Regions from separate parts of the Hordeum vulgare genome. Here region 1 is linked to region 2. The links are chromatin contacts, called in public Hi-C maps. All regions are on one chromosome and are shown on one strand. Each heading gives the region's core, a stretch centred on a gene start, on an enhancer-like site or on the middle of the called end of the contact. The rest is flanking DNA. Distances are from core to core; before and after follow the strand shown. Region 1 holds the start of LOC123412267 (beta-glucosidase 28-like). Region 2 holds the start of LOC123408276 (ETHYLENE INSENSITIVE 3-like 3 protein).

Evidence for each region. A called contact is a pair of places that touch in the nucleus more often than the background predicts.
Region 1: a Hi-C map of leaf shows a contact between it and region 2, with 4 times the contacts expected there. The contact joins the promoter of LOC123412267 here to the promoter of LOC123408276 in region 2. A contact is called at or near these places in 2 of 6 Hi-C or Micro-C datasets (leaf and seedling) and 1 of 1 datasets of contacts at active chromatin or transcription factors (embryo).

The regions. Positions count from the first base shown.
Region 1 is chr7H:175,531,176-175,536,922 of MorexV3_pseudomolecules_assembly, reverse strand. LOC123412267 (beta-glucosidase 28-like) reads left to right here and starts at 3,680. Exons shown (of 11, transcript XM_045105214.1): 1 at 3,680-3,756; 2 at 3,851-4,147; 3 at 4,249-4,309. The coding sequence starts at 4,001.
Region 2 is chr7H:174,901,703-174,908,082 of MorexV3_pseudomolecules_assembly, reverse strand. It overlaps LOC123408276 (ETHYLENE INSENSITIVE 3-like 3 protein), which reads right to left and starts at 1,652. Exons shown (of 3, transcript XM_045101422.1): 1 at 1,584-1,652; 2 at 1-968. The coding sequence starts at 876.

The DNA.
Region 1 (5,747 bases), core at 2,431-4,930, 630 kb before region 2:
ATTCCAGGAAAAAATATAAAAATCAGCATGACGGAAGCTTCACGAAGCACCAAGGTGGGCCACAGGGGAGCCATGCCTCACCCACGCGGCCTCCCGGCACGACCTGACTCCTGGTCACGCTCACAGGTCACCTGGCTGGGTCCCACACCCTCTGGTGCCCTCCTTTGGCCTATATTTACCTCTCGGATGGGAAATCCTGATTCCAGAATCCTTTTCTCCATAAGCAATTACGATCACCACCGCCATCGCCAACAAGTTTTGGAAGTGCCCCGGGATTCATCTCCATCGACGTTGCTTCCTCCCTCCATGAAGCGGGAGTAGTTCCTCCTCGGGGCTGAGGTCTTCTATAGTAGCTATGTGGTTAATTTTCTCTCCCATGATGTGATCTTGATTGTGATCATAGGCTATGTTAATCTAGGGTGATCCCATGATGTTTCCCCTTCTTATATGTATTGGATTGATGTACTCACGTGATCTTATTTAGTATAGTCCCCGAGACCATGGTAACAGAGGTCTATTAGACATGGATTAGAAGAATATTTTCATGAGTGATTTCCTCTGTTGTGAATTGATTGAAGATTGAGAGTCTCTTGGTGCTTGTCTTTTGACTATCCTTGAGATACATTGTGGTGATTGTGGTACTCTCTTTGGATGGCCGCGGTGACATTGGGAAATCCATTGATGAGAACTACGAATTCTGAAGTGTGCTTTTGTAGCCCTACATAATTCTCGTCCTCTCTTGCTCACAAAGGAATGACCCCCCGAGTACGTCACCATTGCATGTTTTAGTGGAAATATCATGTGATTAGACTATGTTAATGTTGTTGGGAGTTAGCACTAGTGAAAGTATGAAGCCCAGGCCTTGTTTCTCACCATTGTTACACCATTTGTGCTCACTTTTGTCACTTGCTACCTTGCTGCCATTTTTATTTCAGATTTATATTACCTTGCTTTGCCACACCTATCACCCATATTTTACCATCTCTTCGCCGAACTAGTGCACCTATACAACTGACAATTGTAATAGGTGTGTTGGGGACACAAGAGACTTCTTGTATCTTAATTACCGGGTTGCTTGAGAGAGACCATCTTCAACCTCTACTTCCATGAGTTTGATAAACCTTAGGTCATCCACTTGAGGGAAATTGTTGTTGTCCTACAAGCCTCTGCGCTTGGAGGCCCAACATAGTCTACAAGAATAGAAGCGTGCGTAGACATCAGTATGCCACGAACACTCCTCATATGATGACACGTTTAAAGCTATCTGGGTGGGGCCATACCATCCTATGATCCTTGGTGGGAAATTAATTCACCCTTAAGGCACCCACGCATGAATCGAGATCCTTGATTCTGAGGATCTCCTCGGAAATAATAAAGACTCCAAATAAAGGGTTTTTGAATTTTGTAGAGGAATCCTCGAATACACGAGGTATAAAACTTACGAGTCAAAGCTTGATTATTTTGGAAAATCGGATGAGAGACTCATTTAACCATCTTGCAAGACCGATGACTAAAAACCAAGAGCAAGTCGGAAGGACCAAGGAGCGTCCTTGACTTGAAGATCGGTCTAGGGGCTAATGATGGTGTTCTGGACTAGGGGCTGCTTGCCATGTAGGCTCCTGACCATATGGGTCGGGCATAAGATCGCCAAGATGATCAACTAGTGGGCCAGGTTTGTAGGGCCGAGGAGCGCCAAGATGGATATCTCTCGAAGACATGGCACATACTCCAAGACTTAGAGGTCGTCTTCGACATGATTACCCATAGATGTAAGCGACCTATGTAAACCTTAGGTACCCCGTCATCTATATAAGCCAAGGTGTTAGACCGTAGAAAAAAACTCTCATACAGATACAATATCGTGGTAGATCAACATGTACTCTCTACCCCCTCAATCAATACAATCAAACTAGGACGTATGTCAAAGAGAGACCAAACATGGGTAGAACGTGCATCTCTGTTACCATCGTATCAAGGCTACTAGCTCAGCAACCCCTACCGTAGATTGACTGAATTTGACTCAATAATTTAGGGTTTGTGTTTGAGTCTTAGTTATGAAACTTGTTCAATTTATCATTCGTTCTCATCAAGTTTCAGCAGTTGAAACTTGGTGAAGTTTCTAAAACTTGTCCAAATGTGTTCAAGAGGGGTCTTGTTTCAAAACCCTCATCACAAGGAACATGAGTGTGTGCAAACGGACTACAAAATGAATTTTTGATTCAAACAATACAATTGATTGAAGTTTTTAAGTCGACACTGCCACAAATCGTCTCCCTATGTTTTATCGGCTTCTAACTTTTGTAAATGCATCATTATGTCATATATATTACCTATCATGCAGATATGATAATTTTATGACATATTCAATCGGATCAACCTAGCGTCGACGATTTAAACATTGGGAATTCCTGATGGCTACTCATGAACAACTTGGCGTGACAAGTTCACTGATTTTCTTCTAACTTGGATTTGTGTGTAAAGTAGTTGAAATGCATTCAAGACTGGTCTTGTTTGAAATTTCTCGTAGCAACTACACAAATGCAAACGGATTTGAATTACGATTTTTGGTTCAAAAGATATAGCAGTTTTAATTTAAAGATGAAATTAAAAAGCATGCGAAGTGTGATGGATGAACCGCGATGTCTCTATTGAAAGGTACGACATGCATGAATTTACAGGAAATTAAGCCCTAAACGAATGCATGGTACCAATGCACTTTGCGGATGACGATCCTATAGTTTGCTTAAAGTTCTCGGACAACTTCTTCTACGAGTCACAAATCTTCTTCTTATTTTTGAAACAGAGGCAAAAGCTTTGCCTCGTCATATTAATTAACAAAAAAATTAGACATAGTTTCAAGCTTATGGGACCACACAGGAAGGGATCACTCTCCCGAAATCAAATTGCTCAGAAGTTTAGCCCCGGCTATAATCAATGTCTTCGTCTTGTCCTTGATTATTGCCACCATTTTTATGGTCGAAGATTCCTTGTTATGGAATACCCTCACATTTCTCTTGTTTCAGATTTCCCAACACACAAGCATTTATTAGAAGATTCCTCCCTTTCTAGGATAGTTAGGTCGTCCATCGTTGTCGGTCCATCATTACTTGACTATTTGAAGATTATTATATGAGGATGTTGTAGACTGTATGACCATCCAATAATAAATCATGTCCAATCATAAATCGTTTTCTTATGTTTAATCAGTTTTTAACTTTTCGAAAATGGATCATTATATCATACTCCCTCCGTTCTAAAATAAGTGACTTAAAAATTATTTAACTTTATACTAAAATTAGTGCAAAATTAAGTCATTTTTGATTCATTTATTTTGGGACGAAGGAAGTACACGTTACTTGTGATGGGAGTATGGGACCTGATGAGAAATCAATAACATATTCGATCGGATCAACCTACCGTCGACGATTTAAACATTGAGAATTCCTGATGATGGCTACTTATGAACAGCCTGGCGGGATAAGTTCACCGCCTTTCTGGCTACACAGCGACCCCATCAGACATGTCTCCTGCAACGTCTGCGTCGAGTTTTCCAGGCAATCTTCGGGAATCGCGTTGAGCTAGAACGAGGGATTTCATTTTGCGGTACTACAGCATTATATATATGCCAATAATGCACGCGCACCATTGTAGAACCTCCATACAATCTTCATCTCGAACTGTATCCATAGTGCTCCCTCCTATTTCGTGGTTTATCCAACTATAGCAATAATCGGCAAGTCGCAGAAATAATTCGAAGTGTGTATCACATGCCCGACTATAATATGTATTTCTTATGATCTGACTTTTTCCTGCTGTCATTCCATATGCCCTGTCTGCAACATGTATTCAGGAGAAGTCACCGTCCGAACGTGGAACCATCACTCGCTGCTCCCATCGCACAGCTCGCGTGTATAAATACTCGCCAGAAAGCAGGGTTGATCGACAAGGGCCAGCAGCCGTCCACTCCAGCTCTGGGAAACTAGTGACCTGGTTGGTTGGAATGGAGAGGGGGGCTCTTCTCCTCCCCGCTCTAGCCCTGCTGCTCGCAGCTCTGCTAGCTTCCAGCGGCGGCGTCCATGGCGCCGGGTTCAACAGGTACAGCTTCCCCGAGGGGTTCATCTTCGGCACCGCCTCCTCCGCCATTCAGGTATGAATATGTCTTCGTGCATTTGCTTACCCGCACTTGTTTTCTCTGCCCTGCTGAATTTGCTTATACTGTACCTGCCATTCTGCATTTCTTGGTTGCAGTATGAGGGAGCTGCGAATCTGCGGGGCAAGAACATCTGGGACACCTTCACTCGGAGACCAGGTCCAGCTCTTCCATTAATCACTCGCCCTCATAACTCCTGCCGACATGATAGAACTAATAACATGAATAGACCATTATGTCCAGCTTTTTCGGTATGTCTAAACACATGCAGCCTCATAACACATGCAGTGTTGAATTATTTCTATAGAAAGAAAGGGACCAAGACATCGCTTCCCCCATTTTCATTAATGATTTGTTTCGTAGCAGTTTCCATCATAATATTCTTCTTCTTCTTTAAGGCATGCTAACTCTAGACATGCATTTGTTGTTATTTAATAATAATGTATGCGCTGAGACAATTGTTTGCTAGGCTGCATGTGTTTAGACATACCAAAAAAATTCTCGTTCGAAAAAAATGTTTTGAATGATGAACAAAATTTGAAAAACATGAACAAAATTTTAAAGACATTTTAAAATTGTGATATTTTTTGGAAATTTAAACAAAATTTGTAATTCTGTTTTTGTTTCAATTTACACTAATTTTAGTTTGAAATTCTGAATTTTTTTTAGTTAAAAAATGAAATTCTGAACATTTTTTGATATTTTTTTAAATTCTGAATATATTAAAATTATTAATACCTTTTGATTTTTTTTAATTTTCTGTAATTCTCAAAATTTATTGAAAATTAGAGATATTTCAAAATTTAGAACATTTTTTGAGAATTCAAACAAATTTCAAAATTCTGAACAATTTTTTAGGGTTAGGGTTGGGTCAAGTATGCCTGGCTTCATGCATCCTATCTGGGCATGCTCAATTTAGGATGGTGGAGGGTCCTTTTTCATAAGATAGTCATAGTCGAGGTGAGCTCTATAATAACATGTTAAACAGTTAAAAATACATTTTATAGGAAACTTTCAAACTCATGCACCTTTGATGCATCCAACCAATGAATTAAACATACCCTAACTAAGAGCATCTTCAATTGCGCGACGCGTTAAAATAATATTTACAATCCTGAAATAGCAACTTTTTACGCGTAGCAGAGCGTTGATTTCAAAGTCCGCTAGAAAATATTACGCGTGCAAGCCGTTTCATTAGACGCTGTAAAAAAAATGACGCGCACGTTCAACACAAACAATATTTCACACTCGAACAAAATCAAGAAGACCAAACACATAAAAAAATCAACAATAAATAGTTTAATTTTATTTACAACTTAAACAAATAATTTATCTTTTAATACAACAAATAGTTCAACAATATAACATCAAACATACCACAACAAACATACAAATCACTAGTTTTGTCGGTCATTCCATGCCTATTACTCCTCAATTAGATCCTTCTAAAGACAATCATGTATATTGGCACGTTGAATGGTGTGATGGAAAGCAACGGCGTGCGGGGATAGGCCGGGGAAGCGTCGTCGGGTCGCCGGAGTAAATGAGAAGGTGCGGGCGGCGGCTGGATCCGACGTTGGTAGAAATCGCGTGCGAG
Region 2 (6,380 bases), core at 403-2,902:
AATACTGTGAGCATACTCCTCTCTTTGCAAAACAACCAGCCAAATCAAGCTCTCTTTTGCAGTCATTTTGTCCTGCAAGCACTTTGACTTCCGCACATGATATCTTATCTTATCAAAATGCGGAGACATGTGTTTGATCACAGCCGTCAGCACACCAATCTTCCAAAACTTCTTAAGATCATGAGGTTTTTTGTATGGAGGTGTTTTACCCTTCGGAAGGCCTAAAGCAATCCACCACTCCTCATTCCCTGATGGCCACCACGGGGGCGGAATACCCTTATCCAGTGGGTACTTGCGCTGCTGAGGGCTGCAATGCTGCATCAATGCAGAAAGCAATGAGCCCAGGGTACCATCTTGGAGATCCATCAAGCTATATTGATTGATGGTCCCACTGCTCTGACCATTAACCAACAGAGAGTTCTCAACCTCATATTTTGCAATTGCTGCTGGCCCATTCTTATCAAACTTAACCTTCTCCTTCCACCAAGCTCTAATGTTTTCCGATGCTCCACTGACAGGCTTCCCTTTATCAGGAATGATCCCATAAACAAAACCCTGCGCATTGCATACTTCCATCAACTTGAGCATGTACTTCAAAATCCCATCCTGGGCTCTTGCCATCTTCTTGCGAAGGGCTAGATCAGACAACTTCTTTGGATTAGACTTCTCCAGTTCCGCCTGCTCCAAAGCAAGCCTCTGCTGCTTCTCCTTGATCCTCTTGAGCCTGACCTTATCTTTCCACATTCGCCGGGTCAGCTCCTCAGCCTCAATCTCCTCGTCACTGACATCATTCTCAGAGAGGTTTGGGATGCCATCAACCTCAAAATCTGACACATCACCTAGCTCCTTCGCGATAATAGCTAGGTTATCCATCATCTCTAGTGCTTACTAAACTCAATAACATCACCCTAGTCAACTTGCCGCACTTATTTTCTTTGCACCATCAATCGAAGAAGAATATCTGCAACCTGCAAAATTTCTGATGCGGTCAATATCTGAGAATGCAATGCTAGTCAGCTGAAAAAAGAACAACCATAGAATTATGACCATACAGTGCATCTGACAGAACTGTCAAAGCGACTTATCCCAACTCTATGTTTTTATAAACGGCGCTTTTCTTCTGACCTGATCATAACAAATAATGTGCACTGTGACGAGAACATCCTAGCATGTTACTGCTACAAGATTTCAGCAATTATGAAGACAATTTGTACGGAGCCAACGCCATCATTTTCTCGGTGTGCAAGCCATCACTGGGAGTACATTACAAAAGCCAACCGAGCAATACTACGATTTAAAAAAAAAACATGAGCACAACAAGATCAATCTATGTGAGGGGCATTCGTTCCGAACTTCCAACCCCACCAATCAATACAGAGACGCCGATGATCCGACGACTGTGGTGCGGAAGGCGCGGCAATCTGAATCCCAGGCAAACCCTAGAAAACCGGGCGCAACGAATGGAATCATCATGCGCAACAACCAATCTGTCGCCGACGGATGGGAACGCAAGGATCAATCCCACAAAAAAATCCATCCGGAAAAGAAAAGAAAAAAAAGACAAGCGCGGCGCTTATCCGTACCTCGTCGACGAATGGTCGCCGCGGGATCGGGCGGGGGGGAAGTTTGGGGGGTGGGAGGGGGTCTCGGATTGCTGCTGTCGCCGCCGCAGTTATTTTCCGTTTTTATTCGGGAGACGGGGTGAAGAGACAGAACGGGCCAGAGGAAAGCGGCCGCGGTGGACACAGCTAGGGGAGCACGAAGCGTGACGCAGGGCGTGGCGTCACGGGAGATAATGGTGCTGTTTTTTTATGTTGCGCGAAAAATGGTCGCTCTCATTTTCCGGGATGCTGTGTGTGTGTCTGTGGATGACCCTGTGATGCTGGCTGGGATGTGGCGTGCGCGAGTGTGACTTGTTTTCTTTTTTGAGAGAGAACGAGTGAGACTTGTTGTGGCCGCGCTCTCCACGGAAGATCCCGACGCCGCAGCGACGATGCGCCTCGTGCGCTTACCTTTTTTCGCTGACCAGTAAACGTACAACGCACGTCTTTATCTATATCTATACTCGCTAATAAAGCACCTATTGCTTCTGTAGTACGTCATAAAAAATGTCCTAAAGTTTGCATAAAATTACCCACCATGCCACCCGTGAGCAAAAAAACGATTCGGTTTTTTTTAAGTAACCGCCCGACACGTAATGGTTATACCCGGCTATGGCATAATATGTCAACACTGAAGCTCTAGCGGGATGGAGAGTTCCTTGGTCTTCTAACCTGAAGACCCAGGTTTGATCCCATCGGGCTCCTTTTTCTTTCTTTTTTACTTTTCTAAGCTTTTAATATGTTTCAAGAGAGATTGATTTTGTACATACAAATTGGAGTTCTAGCATGGTTATATTTTCAAGAGGGAGTAGTGAATTCTTCTAAAAACATGTAGTAAATGCAAATTTGAAAATTTATTCTTTTATCAACGCACATGGATTATCATGCCTTCATTCATATACATCAAAAATCCAAACTTTGAGGTTATTTTTAGTTTGTACTCTATATTATTTTAACATACGCCTTAAATTTCAAGGAAGGATCATTTACATTGTTTATTCCAAAACATGATACATCATACTTATTTCCCGTTGCAACGCAAGGGCATTTGTGTTAGTCTGTTCTTAATAATAAAAAGTGCTTTTGTCCGTCGGATTTTTTCACTATTTTGACTTCTGGGATAAAAAATATTGCACGGAATGAACTTTGATTAAAAACATTTTATGATCTGACTTTTTTTAAAACGCCACAGACTGTGGCGTTGCCGCTGCACTTAGAAACGCCAGTCTACCGTGGCGTTGTAGACCCACATTCAAACGCCAGTCTACCTTACGTAGCTAGCGTTGCTGGCCACGCGCGAAACGTCATGGTTCATGGCGTTTCAGCACTGACTAGAATGCAGCATGCCATGGGCTGGTTGGATGTCGTGCTATTGACGTTCCACAGTGAGTCTGCAACGCCAAAGTTTTTGGTGTTTCACAGTGGGTCCGCAACGCCACAATAGACTGGCGTTGCAAGAAAGAAAAAACGCCACGGTAGACAGGCGTTTCACAGTAGGGCAGCAACGCCATGGTAGACTCGCGTTACATAGTGGGGCAGCAACGTCACTGCTTGTGGTGTTTCTAAAAGGGTCACATTGTGAAATCTTTTCAAATCTGGTTCATTTTGTGCTCATGTTCATTTTGCAGACCGTTTTGCACAAAGGCCCCTGAGATTTTAGGTATTCAACCTGCAGTCCTTCTGAAAATGGATGGGGCGGAGCCAGGCCGGCGGCAAGCCCCAGGCCGCCTTCAAAAGTTGTCTGGATTTGGACCTCATATCCTTAATAATTGCTATAATCAACAAGTAAGTGGGCCTCACGACCCGGGCCCAGGCCCTGGGGGCGTGGGGCCTGTCTCCACCCCTGTCTGTGGTACCGTTTCGGTTTTACAAAAAAAAATCCCTTCGTTTCACACTATTCAACCCGCAATCCTCTATCCAGCCGCAGCGAGGACGAGAAGATGAGGGGCGGCACCCTCATCGACAACGGCGGAGAGGGCTAAAGCCGCGGTGGAGGACGGGAAGGTAGACATCGTGCGTGCGTGCTCAGGTAAGGTAGGTCATCCTTGTTGCTCTCATGTGCATTGATGGAGGATGGAAGAGGGGACAGATGGACAAGTTCAGGTGGGTACGCCAGCCGTGAACACGCCCTGCGGCGTGGGCTTGCCGGAGACGAGGCGGAGAAGGTGTGCGGAGGAAGGGCGCCTTGGTGCTCGTGGTGGACCGGATCAGTAAGGGGGAGGTGGGATCCGTCGGCTGGTTGCTTCCCTGCGAGAGAAGATTTCAGGAAGGGAGAGTGCACAGAAATGGGAAAAGAAGAGGGTGCAGGGTCGGAGGTACATATGCGCACTCGCGGATGCATGCGAATGGCTCGGGCAAGAGACATGGCTCACGACGACGCCGACTCTCCTCGGGAGGATCTCGGGCATTGAGGTCGGGGTGTGCGTGCCCCCAGGACGGAGTCCACCGACCTGTACTACTGGTAAATGTTTATAGATCATTGTTGTTTGGACAATACATATGAGATACTTGATTTCACTGCTCCTAAATCACTTACAGGTAACTAAAGTTATTGCGGAAGCTTGGAGCATCCTGAGATCCCTGATGTGATAGTTAGTTTCTTGCATATTGCTTCCACATACTCCCTCCATTCCTAAATATAAGTCTTTCTAGAGGTTTCACTAATAAATTACATATGAATGTATATAGACATACTTTAGAGTGTAGATTCACTCATTTTGTTCCGTATATAGACCACTAGTGAAATCTCTTAAAAGACTTATATTTAGAAACGGGGGGAGTACATGCCAGTAGATATTTATTCAGAAATCACGGGCATTATGGTATACAAAATTACAAACCACAAATATTCTAGCCAATGTAAAAAAGTCCCATACTATTTTAGCGCTTCATGCATCAAGAGATTTTTGGACCCTCGTTGAATGCAGCCGCTACTAATCCACAATCTAACAAGCAAAGAACTGTATTCTCAATCGATTCATCGTTTTAGTCATTAATAGCCCTTTATTGAGTGACCCAATTCCTCGACCGGGACAATGTTGATTTATGAAAAGAAGCATTTGCACTGTAGTGTGTAATAACAAACTATATATGTTACGTGTGATGTTTTGTTTCTTTCGGTGCAACGCATGGGTAATTTTCCTACTACGTAACAATTAATGCACGTGCAACCCAAGTTTTTTATGATATCAAATTAGGGGTTGCTACGAGTCCACTCGTGGATGTTTAGAAAACATTCGTTACTTCGACGGCCGTTCGATCTACGCGTGTAGCCGTCCGATCTACGTGGTGCGGGCACCGACCGGGCACCCAATTATTCGTGGAACGATGGTCGAGTTACAGAAACAATCGCTTTGTTGCAAAATAACTTTGGACCCATTAATTCCTGAAACAACGGCTGAGTCCCAGAAACAATCGCTTTGTTGTAGAATTTTTTTCTTCGTCTTTCTGCAACATAGGCACTCTTGCGGAAGAATTGCAACAAAAGGTCAGGCTGCAAAAAACTTTTGCAACAAAGGTTATGTTACAGAAATTTTTGCAACCGTTCATGGTGCGGCTCGCGGCGTGCGGAGGGCTAGCTGGCGTCGAGGGCAAACTACTGGCGATGCGAGGGGTGGGGGAGGATGGGGGGAGGGAAGGGCCGACCGGCATCAGGGGCAAAGGGGTTGCGGCGGGAGCAGCTGCAGCGACGTGCGGAGGACCGGTCGGCGTCGGGGGCGAGCGACTAGTGGCGCGGGGGTGAGGCGGGAGCGGGAGGGCCGACCGACATCGTGGCATGGAGCGGCTGCAGCAGGAGCGGCCGGCAGCGGGGGGCGGATGGCCGGCCGGCGTCGGGGGCGAGTGGCCGGCATCGGGGGCGTAGGGGAGGGTGGGCTGGCATTTGGGGCGTAGGGGAGGGTCGGCCGACATCGGGGGCGTAGGGGTGGCCGGAGGAGAGCGAGACAGTGTGGATCCAGCGACGTGAGGCGGCGCGGGGCAACGGCCGGTGTCGGCTGAGCTCCTCACGACACGTGGCAATGGGGACGAGCGAAGGAGAGCGGGACAGAGGTGAGGAGACGCAGCTGCACAATCGTTTTCCTGAAACAATGATCTAGTTTCAGGAAACGGTCGCCGCTAGGTCGTTAGGCGCGGACACGATTGATACATCCCAAACGTATCTATAATTTCTGCTTGTTCCATGATCTTTTGGGTGACATTGTTATATGTTTTGCTACACTTTTATATTATTTTACACATATTTGGACTAACCTATTAACTCAGTGCACCCAGTGTCAGTTTCTGTTTGTTGATGTCTATTTTGCACGGGCTTTTACCCAATTTTCCGAAGCCCGAAAAATTCAGGAAAAATATATAAAAATCAGCGAAACAGAAGCTTCCAGATCACCGAAGATTGGCCAGAGGGGGCCCAAGGGCCGTCCAGGCGACCTACTGGCGCGGCCAGGCCCTAGGCCGTGCCAGGAGGCCGCCTGGGTGGGCCCCACCTCCTCCGGTGCCCTCCTTTGACCTATATTTAGTCCTCCGAGAGGAAACCCTTCGACAACTTCTAGAATCGCGAATTTCTCCATCGTTCCGCCGCCGCAGCGCTTCTGAGATCGGGAGCGTCAGGAGACCTCTTCCCGGCACCCTGTCGGAGGGAGGATTGACCTCCGGGAGCTTCTCGACCACCATGGACGCTTCCCGGACGTGCCATGAGTAGTCCTTCTTGGACCATGGGTCCATGACCAATAGCTATGTGATGTGTTCTCTCCAAGCTTGTGCTTCAATGGTTAGTCCTTGTGA